Linked DNA regions of Mus musculus: all the other regions are linked to region 3. The links are chromatin contacts, called in public HiChIP or PLAC-seq and promoter capture Hi-C maps. All regions are on one chromosome and are shown on one strand. Each heading gives the region's core, a stretch centred on a gene start, on an enhancer-like site or on the middle of the called end of the contact. The rest is flanking DNA. Distances are from core to core; before and after follow the strand shown.

Region 1 (2,867 bases), core at 195-2,694, 150 kb before region 3:
CAACAACAATAACAACAACAACAACAACAAGAAGGATACCTCAAAGATCCATATCTAAAACATCCCAGTATGGTCTGACAGTAAAACAAAGAGTTTGCTTAGAACTAGAAGCGCTGGGGTTCCTTCACATCTCGGTGGCAATCCTCCCAGGATGTGGCCTGACAATGTCTAAGCCCACTCCCCAAGAGGAAAATAGGCCATTGCTTCACTTCTGAACCTGGCCAGTGCTGGGTCTTAAGAATTCACTTAAGCCGGGCGTGGTGGCACTCGCCTTTAATTCCAGCACTTGGGAGGCAGAGGCAGGCAGATTTCTGAGTTTGAGGTCAGCCTGGTCTACAAAGTGAGTTCCAGGACAGCCAGGGCTACAGAGAAACCCTGTCAATAAATAAGCAATTAATTAATTAATTAATTAATTAATTAAAAATTCACTTAAGCCAGATGGGAAGATGGGAAACTTCCCTCTGGCCAATAGCAGTTCAGAGCCTTTTATCCAGAGATCAGTAGGTAGGAGGAATCCAGGGAAGAAAGAACAGTGAGCCCTCAGGAATCCGGGAAGAGCATGCTTGCTCTGTGTTCCAGGTATTGCTCCCAGATACAATGGGGAACTATTTACCCTCATCATCCTGCTCCAGAGAGGGGCTGGTGCCGGCCCTGGAGGCAGAGCTGCTGGGGTGGAGGGAGTGGTTGGAGGCTCTGGGGGATGGGCTGGGGCTGCTGGTGCCAGAGCTCTCTGAGAAGGGGCCAGATGAATCCAGGAACTCAGGGTCCTGGGTAAGGTCTCCGTGTGGGTGGAAGGGCAGCTGCTGCTGCTGCAGGAGCTGAATCTTCTCCAGCTCCTTCTGGAACTGTTGGTGCTGGAGCTGACGCTGCTGATGCACGCTCTGTGAAGAGAATCCCACAGCCAGGCTAGTTCCAAGTAGAATAAGTCAGAGGGAGACGTGTTCCCTGTGGCCAATGAGTCAGGCTGGCCTTATTTGAATGCTAAGGCACAAGGTCAGAGAGAAGCCATAACAAGACAGAATTGGTTCAGTAATCTTACACTTCTGTAGGGCCCAGTCTAACCCTGGAGGGGGCTGGTGAGATTGAGTGGTCACCAGGAGGAGCTGTCCCTGAATAGAGGTTAGAAGGGGGGGGGGGGGGCAAAGTCTAGAAGGCATGCTGGGAGCAGTGTAGGTGGGGCTGAACCTGGTGCCTGCTCCTAAGGGCCTAGTCCCATCTTCCTGCTGCCCAGACCCTCTTCTCAATACTCTGAAAGCTCTGCTTCACCATCAGGAGAAACATCAGTGGTCTGTACACATTCTTGTCTGGGCATGGAAGGTGCACTAAAAGGGAGTTTTCTAGCTCTTTTTGAATCTGGGGTCAAAATTCCGGGAGTGCCATCTAGTAGCTCGAAGGCACATTGCCTCCCAGAGTCTAGTTTCTTTTTCTGTGGACAGAGAATAAATAATAATGACCTCACAGGACTGTGTGAAGTTAGAAAGATTAGGTAATGACACTTTGCCCACAGAAAGCAAAGCATACAAAATCTGTCTTCCCTACCCGATAGAGATGTGAGCTGCCTATGTGCTGGTATTCTGAGACAATCCCACAGGCTTGCTGAGGGACTTCTGTCTTCCCTACTCAGATACAGCAGCTTATTTTGACTTGTTTGTAACTAGGAAGTGAAAGGAACCACTATACCAGTCTTTACCCGTCAGCAGGTCTCACTCCTAAGTAGTGTGAGGAGCACATTTTCATCTGTTATCTATCCTTCCTTTAAAAACACAATTCAATTAACTATTTTAAATAATCTTAGGCAGAGCTATATATCAGCTAGTTTACCCTTTCTTAAAAAACACTAAGATTTAGTTACAAATTGTCCTTTTGGGAGCTGGAGAGATGGCTCAGTGGTTAAGAGCACTGACTTTTCAGAGGTTTTGAGTTCAATTCCCAGCAACCACATGGTGACTCACAACCATCTGTAATGGGATCTGACGCCCTCTTCTGGTGTGTCTGAAGACACTGACAGTGTACTCATATACATAAAATAAATCTTTAAAAAAACAAAACAAAACCGTTCTTTTATGAGAAGCTAGTATCTCTAATTATGTTTTTGAAGATAAGCAAATACTTCTCTTTTTTCCCCTCACAATATAGCCCTGGCTGGTTTTAAACTTGCTATGTAGACCAGGGTAGCCTTAAAGTTCTAAGTGTTACAGTGTGTGCAATACCACATCTGTCTCAAATATTGACTTTTAAATATGAAACATGTTGCCTGCTTTTGTGTGGCCCTGACTGACACCCAGTGACTGACAGAGGAGTACCAGAACTTGGAGGATACTAAGAAAGAGCAAAGCCTTACCAGGGGGTAAGTGATGATGAACGCCACCCATCCAACCAGCAGGAAGGTGCTCAGGATAATGGTAGCCATGTCCTTGAGCATGGAGTCCACGGGGGCCTCAGGCTTGGCAGGGGCGCGAGCGAGCTTCTCCTCCACATCCTGAGATACGGTGGTCGGTGTGTTGTCTGAAGTCTGGCCAACTATGTTGATAACCTTGTATGGAAGAGATTTTCTAAATGTCTAGCCAGATAGAGATGAAGTTGGCACTCGAGAGAAGCCATGTCTATTTAAAATGTAGGACTAAAATGAAACTTTTTTCTAGTTCATCAAATTCTGATGGACCACATAACTGTTCCCTCTTTTTAAGCAATTGCTGTGAGAGACCATACAATTCTACAGTGATGCTGCCATTGTTCAGAGATTTTAGAACAATATATTTGGAAATACCTTTAGACCCTGACATTCTTTAAAAATTTTCAATGGTAAATTACAACTCTTCTGAGAGTAGATTTTCTAGTTAAGGAAAACTGTAAAATCACCTAAGTCA
Region 2 (3,074 bases), core at 59-2,558, 250 kb before region 3:
GTTTCCCGGTTAGTAAGAACTTGACATGTTTTAGAATTCATGGAATGAATGACACAGAATAACAGAAAAGTAAACAAACTTAATTATTTGATGTGACATTAAAAAAAAAAAAAAAGCCAGGCAGTGGTGGTGCACACCTTTAATCCCAGCACTCGGGAGGCAGAGGCAGGCTGATTTCTGAGTTCAAGGCCAACCTGGTCTACAAAGTGAGTTCCAGGACAGCCAGGGCTACACAGAGAAACCCTGTCCCAAAAAACAAAAAACAAAACAAACAAACAAAAAACCAAAAAAAGCAAAAAAAAAAAAAAACAAAAACAAAAAAACAAAAAACAAAAAACAAAGCCAGGCAGTGGTGGCTCATTCCTTTCATCCCAGCACTCAGGAGGCAGAGGCAGGAGGATCTCTGTGTGTCTCCAAAACAAAAACAAAAAACCAAACAACAAAAACCAAAGAAGAAAAATGAAACCCCATTTAGGCTGGGAAGACACCTTAGCTGGTTAAGCACTGGCCCCATAAATGTGAAGGCTTTGGCTCAGTTTCCAGAACAAATGTGCAAACCCCTGGCACAGTAGCACATATCTGTAATCCCGGTGCTGGGCAGGGGGGTGGGGGGCACAGATCATAGATGCTTGGAGCTGGATGGCCAGCCAGGCTAGCCTCATCCAAGGGCTCCAGCTTAGTTAGAGGCCTTGTCATACAAATTCATGAAGCACCCCACATTTTTCTGTATAAAAAATACCCTGTATCTGGCTCAACTGCCTTCCTTCAGATTTTCAGACAGTTAGTTCTCAGTATATTGCCAAGGCTGGCCTTGAATTCAAGCCCCTTCTTCAGCCTGGGTAGCTGGGATCAGTAGGCATGGGTCATCATGGCTTGTGACAGCCAGATTGCATTTATGATCCCCGTGTTGCAGATAAAGCACCTGGAGTCTGAGTGTGCCCTTGCACTCATATGGCCTGAGAGGGCCCTCACACTCATATGGCCCAGCTAGGTTTTCACTGCCTGTGTGAGTTCTAGGGGTCCAGGGATCCGCAAGACAGGCAGAGTGAAACCATCAACTCTCCTGAAACAGAAAAACACACCCAGGAGGGATCCGGCATCAAAACCAAGGAAGTCACTGCCCAGCGAGGGCGTCTGCTGAACGGGGTGCCTCCTGTCCAAATGATTCTTTGTCAACAAACATTTCAAGGCCCAGGGAACCCCTGCTGCTGAAATGTGGTCTCCCCTGAACCAGGGCGGGCCCCAAACAGAGGAGATCCTGCTTAGGGGAGAAGTTGAGACTCCCCCACCCTGGCTGACTGCCTGGTCCCTAGTGGAGGTAGGGGACAGAATTAGCCCTCGTATGCAAAATAGCAGGAAAGTGAGGCTCTAGCTCAGTGAAGGCAGGTGGCAAAACAAGCCAGTTCCCTCTGGCAGCCCAGACCAGGGGGTGGATCCGCCAGCCCAGTCCAACTATCCTGGTTCACTGTGTGACAAGGACTCTGACCTGAAGGCCCAGGCCCGTGTGCCTTATCCACTTGTCCCACCCTGAATCCCCATAGCATCGGTAGTCTCAGTCTTTCCCACATGCTGCCCAGGGTAGAGATTCACCTGCCTGAATTCTCAGCAGGAACGGCAAAGATGTGTTATGGGTTCCACCGAGGTCAATTAGGGAGTAGAACGACAGAGTGGGGCTTGGGAGGCAGGCTTGGCTTATACAGGCTGACTGGCCCTGGCTTCCCAGTTGTTTAAGGGGCTCCCAGATACTCTCACAGCTGGTAGGTCACGACCTAATTTGTAAGGCATTAGAGTCCATGGAGGGTGTGGGTAAGGATACTTTGCTTCCCTGTGATACAGGGATCACCCTGAACAAAAGCCCCCAACATTCACCATTCGAATCCTGTTTAGGAATCTATCTCTGTCTGTCAGTCTCTCTCTATCTCTTGTATCTCTCTTTGTGTGTCTCTCTCTGCATGTCTCTCTCTCTGTGTGTCTCTGTCTCTGTCTCTCTCTCTGTGCGTTTGTGTTTGTGTCTGTGTGTGTCTCTCTCTCTCTCTCTCTCCATAGCCTTGTCTGTCCTGGAACTCACTCTGTAGACCAGGCTGACCTTGAACTCAGAGATCTAAGTACCTCTGCCTACTGAGTGCTGGGATTAGAGATGTGTGCCACCACACCCAGCAGGAATCTCTCTCTTAACGGTTTAAGGAAGAGCAGGTTGAGGGTGTCCCTGTTCATCAGAAGGGTGGGTTGGATCCTCTTTCTCCAGCAACTGTTTCAGGGCCCCAACTAGGCCTCCAGAGGGAAAGGTAGAGTGACTAGGGCAGCCACTCCCTCTCACAGTTTTATAAGCCCACAGGTACCACATTCGGATGTCACCGTAGCTTACGGAACCACACCCACCCACCCAGCTCCGAGAGATGATATCACGAAGATCTCTGGTGTCAGGCACATTATTTATTCCACAGGAGGATGGGCTGTAGGCTTTGGGTGATCCTTGGAATGGGAGAGAGAAATGGCATTCTGGCAACTTCTTCAGGTGTCAGTGTGAACCATGGTCCTCCTAGACTCCTCTTGAAGCCAGTGTGTTCTGAGTCCATTTGCAGATTCCAACAAGTCTCTGCTTTCCTGTCCCAAACATGGGGACAGATCCCACATGGCACTCCCAGAAGCCTTGGGTCAAGTCTATCCCCAGAGAACTCCTTACTCCATGTCACCACCCTATTGTCCTTCCACCCCAGGCCCTTCAGCAAGAGCTGGGGACCAGGGGCTAGAATGAGAGGTGGTATTGATGGTCCAGCTTCAGACGCTGGCCGGGGTATCCAGGAAGCAGGGAATGGGCTTGTGAGCCAGGCGGTTTGGAAGCAGTGAGGCCCAAGAGTTGAGCAGGATGAAGGTGACCCTCATTCCTGGCCTGGATGCTCTCCTACCGACCACTTTACCTCCCCTGTCCGAAGAGTCACTATGTCTTCATAGGTGGCTGTCTGGTCAATGTTCAAGCCCTAGAAACATGAATTGGAGGTCAGGTCTGGGCCACATTCTAACTATCACAACAGAGGGTGAGCATCGCAGCTCAGAGCTGCTAAGCAACCCTCTCC
Region 3 (2,702 bases), core at 32-2,531:
AAGCACAAAAAACACAAGCCAGACAATCAGCATGTGACTCCGGCTAGGAAGTCCAATCAGGTGAGACGGAAGCTGCCAGGCCAAGGCCCTTTCATTTTAGAGGCCTGTGTAAGTCAACTCACCCAGCAGAGTATGGAAGGCTGCAAGATGTCACTTGCAGATCTAGACATCTAAGCAGGCATGCTGCAGGAAAGAACTCATTATACCTATGACAGGGCTTGGCAAACTGGGCACACCACCACCCCTCTGCTCTGTTATCTGTCCTCAGAGGATAGAAGAGAGCAATAGATCCCCTGGGACTGGAGTTCCAAATGGCTGAGTTGCCATGCCGGTCTGGGAACAGAACCCGGGTCCTCTGCAGGAACACCCACTACTGGGCCACCTCTCTAGCACCTGGTGTCCCCCTTTCTAAACATCATTGCCACCAAGGTGGAAGCCAAGAAAAAAGACAGGGAAGGCAGAGAACATATGTTCACAGTATCCCTGTCACCAGCCATGATTCCCCATGTGCATCAACAGTTTGCCAGGAAGACAGCCTTTACCAGATAAACCCCTCAACTTGGGCTAGAACCATGAGCAAAAATAACACCTTTTCTTTGTTTTGCTGAGCCAGGGTCTCAGAACGCAGCCCAGGCTATCCTCAAACTTGCAAGCATCCTGCCTCTGCCTCCCAGACGCTGAAATTACAAGTGGGTACCACTAAATCTGACACTCTTTTCTATATTACCTAGCCTGGGGTATTGCATCACTAACAATAGAACACTGGCTAAAATACCACTAGACAGCATGGCCATGGACAAGGAAAGCCTCTGGGCCTCCCTTCCCTCACCAGCACATACCCGAACTGAACAGGGTTGTGATACAATTCTAATAAGACAATATTCCCACACCTAGCACCCTGCCTTTACTGTTCCACTCACTGGATTAAAAACAAGCCAACTGTCGTGACATTTAAATAGCACTGTAATGTTGCACCCTCTGGGTAGTGGGTAAACTGTCAACCCACAGTTGACTAGATCAACACTGAGGCTGTCTGTCCTAAAGTTAAAATCTTCCCAGGACAAATATCTTCGTCAGTCAGTAGTTCTGGGACTGACACAGGCATCTTTTTTTCTCTTGGCTAAAGTTAGCACTAGGCCACTTAGAGCGTGGAAATCAGGAGGTAACAGCATCACTGTTTCGACAGTGGGGCCACCAGGCATGAGTCACTTTTGCTCTGCTCCACATAATCATGCTACACTAAGGGTGTCACATCCTCGGGAGCCAGCGCCAGCTTCCCTTCAAAAAAGAAACCGTCTCACAGCCAACTGTGTGGGGAAGCGTGAAGAGGTCAGGCTGTAACACACGTGAGCACACAGGTGACAAAGAGCGGGTGCGTCTGCATGTGTGATGCAGACACTACACTCCAGACCTGACCAGAGCCAGATGACACGCCCAGGATATGTCTGACGTGGACCTTTTCTGAGTTTCCCATGCTTCTCTTGGGAATAAGGACAGAATGTAAAGAGACGAGAAAACAACAGACAGATTTGGAGAGGGCCCCTCCATCCACTGCAGCGACAGCTTTCCTTTCTTGTTTTTTGTTTTTTTAGTTCTCAATAAAGAGAGATCATGTTGTCATTTTCAGAATATTCCTTAGATAGAAGGGAGGGGAAACAAATCTAGAAATTTAACAGAGCCCAAATAAGCTTGTAACCTGAGGAGAGCTAAAAGTTATTTATGATCAATAGCGTTCAAAACCACTCCAAGAAAACAGAAGCCACCTTGAACGCCTGTAAGGGCAGCAAGGGGCTCTCAAAGTCTAGACGTGGGCTTTTTCTGCAGAGATGTGCCACAGGAAAAGGGGGGAAGGGGAGAGGGAGGAGTGTCACGCTGGGCTCAAAAACATGGGATGAACAGAGTCCCTGCCTCCTCATGTATAAAACTGGAAATACCTAATGCCAACAGAGGATCCTTGAAAATTATTATATAGCAGTGACCTTTAAATGTTCCTGATTCTATACCCTATATAACTATGTATACAAATAACTCAGAAACTGTATCAATGACAATTATACTTTTAGAGTTTAAATTTTTAAAAATTATGTGCATATATGTGGGTGGGTGTACAGACACCTGGGATCCTCTGGAGCTGAAGTTAAGGGCAGCTGTGAAGTGGCCTGACTTGGTGCTGGGACATAAAACTCAAGCCTTCTGCAGGAGCTGCACTGCTCTCAACCGTATCTCTCCAGCTCCACTGCCTGCTGTTGTTTTGCTTTGTTTTGCCATGGTCTCATTACACAGCTGCATCCTGGAAATCACTATCTAGACCAGGCTGACCGCCTGCCTCTGCCTTCCAAAGGCAGAGATCACAGACAAGCACCACCAATATGCCAGGTGACAACCATAGTTTTTTGGTTTGGTTTGGTTTTTTTGGTTTTTCGAGACAGAGTTTCTCTGTGTAGCCCTGGCTGTCCTGGAACTCACTTTGTAGACCAGGCTGTCCTCGAACTCAGAAATCCACCTGCCTCTGCCTCCCAAGGATTGGGATTAAAGTCGTGAGCCACCACGCCCGGCCTACAACCATAGTTTTATGCTAAAAATCTTATGAAGTACACAAAACGGCCAGAAAAATGTAAATATGGAGAAATAAATAGAAATTTGAAATTCGGGCTGGTGAGATGGCTCAGTGGGTAAGAGCACCCGACTGCTTTTCCAAAGGT

The links. HiChIP or PLAC-seq counts read pairs in DNA pulled down with a chosen protein or histone mark. Capture Hi-C pulls out chosen DNA fragments and counts their contacts.
Region 1: a promoter capture Hi-C map of adipose tissue shows a contact between it and region 3. The contact joins two enhancer-like sites. A contact is called at or near these places in 1 of 39 promoter capture datasets (liver), 3 of 484 Hi-C or Micro-C datasets (CD4 T cells, the MNK3 cell line and liver), 2 of 115 datasets of contacts at active chromatin or transcription factors (embryonic stem cells and pancreatic cancer cells) and 3 of 9 other capture datasets (adipose tissue, liver and pancreatic islet).
Region 2: an H3K4me3 HiChIP or PLAC-seq map of the 230-238 cell line shows a contact between it and region 3, with 12 read pairs. The contact joins two enhancer-like sites. A contact is called at or near these places in 1 of 115 datasets of contacts at active chromatin or transcription factors (the 230-238 cell line) and 1 of 9 other capture datasets (adipose tissue).

Annotation. Positions count from the first base shown.
Region 1 is chr11:106,409,282-106,412,148 of GRCm38.p6, forward strand. It overlaps Ern1 (endoplasmic reticulum (ER) to nucleus signalling 1), which reads right to left. Exons shown (of 22, transcript NM_023913.2): 12 at 2,342-2,533; 13 at 614-881. Among named protein-coding and RNA genes, the nearest start is that of Icam2, 28 kb to the left of the region's middle. Within about 2 kb of position 1,445, at least 25 of the 459 cell types and tissues checked have an H3K27ac peak or open chromatin away from gene starts, as enhancers often do. A contact at or near this core is called in adipose tissue, where this site is marked.
Region 2 is chr11:106,308,928-106,312,001 of GRCm38.p6, forward strand. It overlaps Cd79b (CD79B antigen), which reads right to left. Exons shown (of 6, transcript NM_008339.3): 6 at 2,414-2,978. The coding sequence ends at 2,880. Among named protein-coding and RNA genes, the nearest start is that of Cd79b, 4.1 kb to the right of the region's middle. Within about 2 kb of position 1,309, at least 27 of the 459 cell types and tissues checked have an H3K27ac peak or open chromatin away from gene starts, as enhancers often do. A contact at or near this core is called in the 230-238 cell line, where this site is marked.
Region 3 is chr11:106,563,195-106,565,896 of GRCm38.p6, forward strand. The region is part of intron 2 of Tex2 (testis expressed gene 2); the gene reads right to left. Among named protein-coding and RNA genes, the nearest start is that of Tex2, 48 kb to the right of the region's middle. Within about 2 kb of position 1,282, at least 94 of the 459 cell types and tissues checked have an H3K27ac peak or open chromatin away from gene starts, as enhancers often do. A contact at or near this core is called in the 230-238 cell line and adipose tissue, where this site is marked.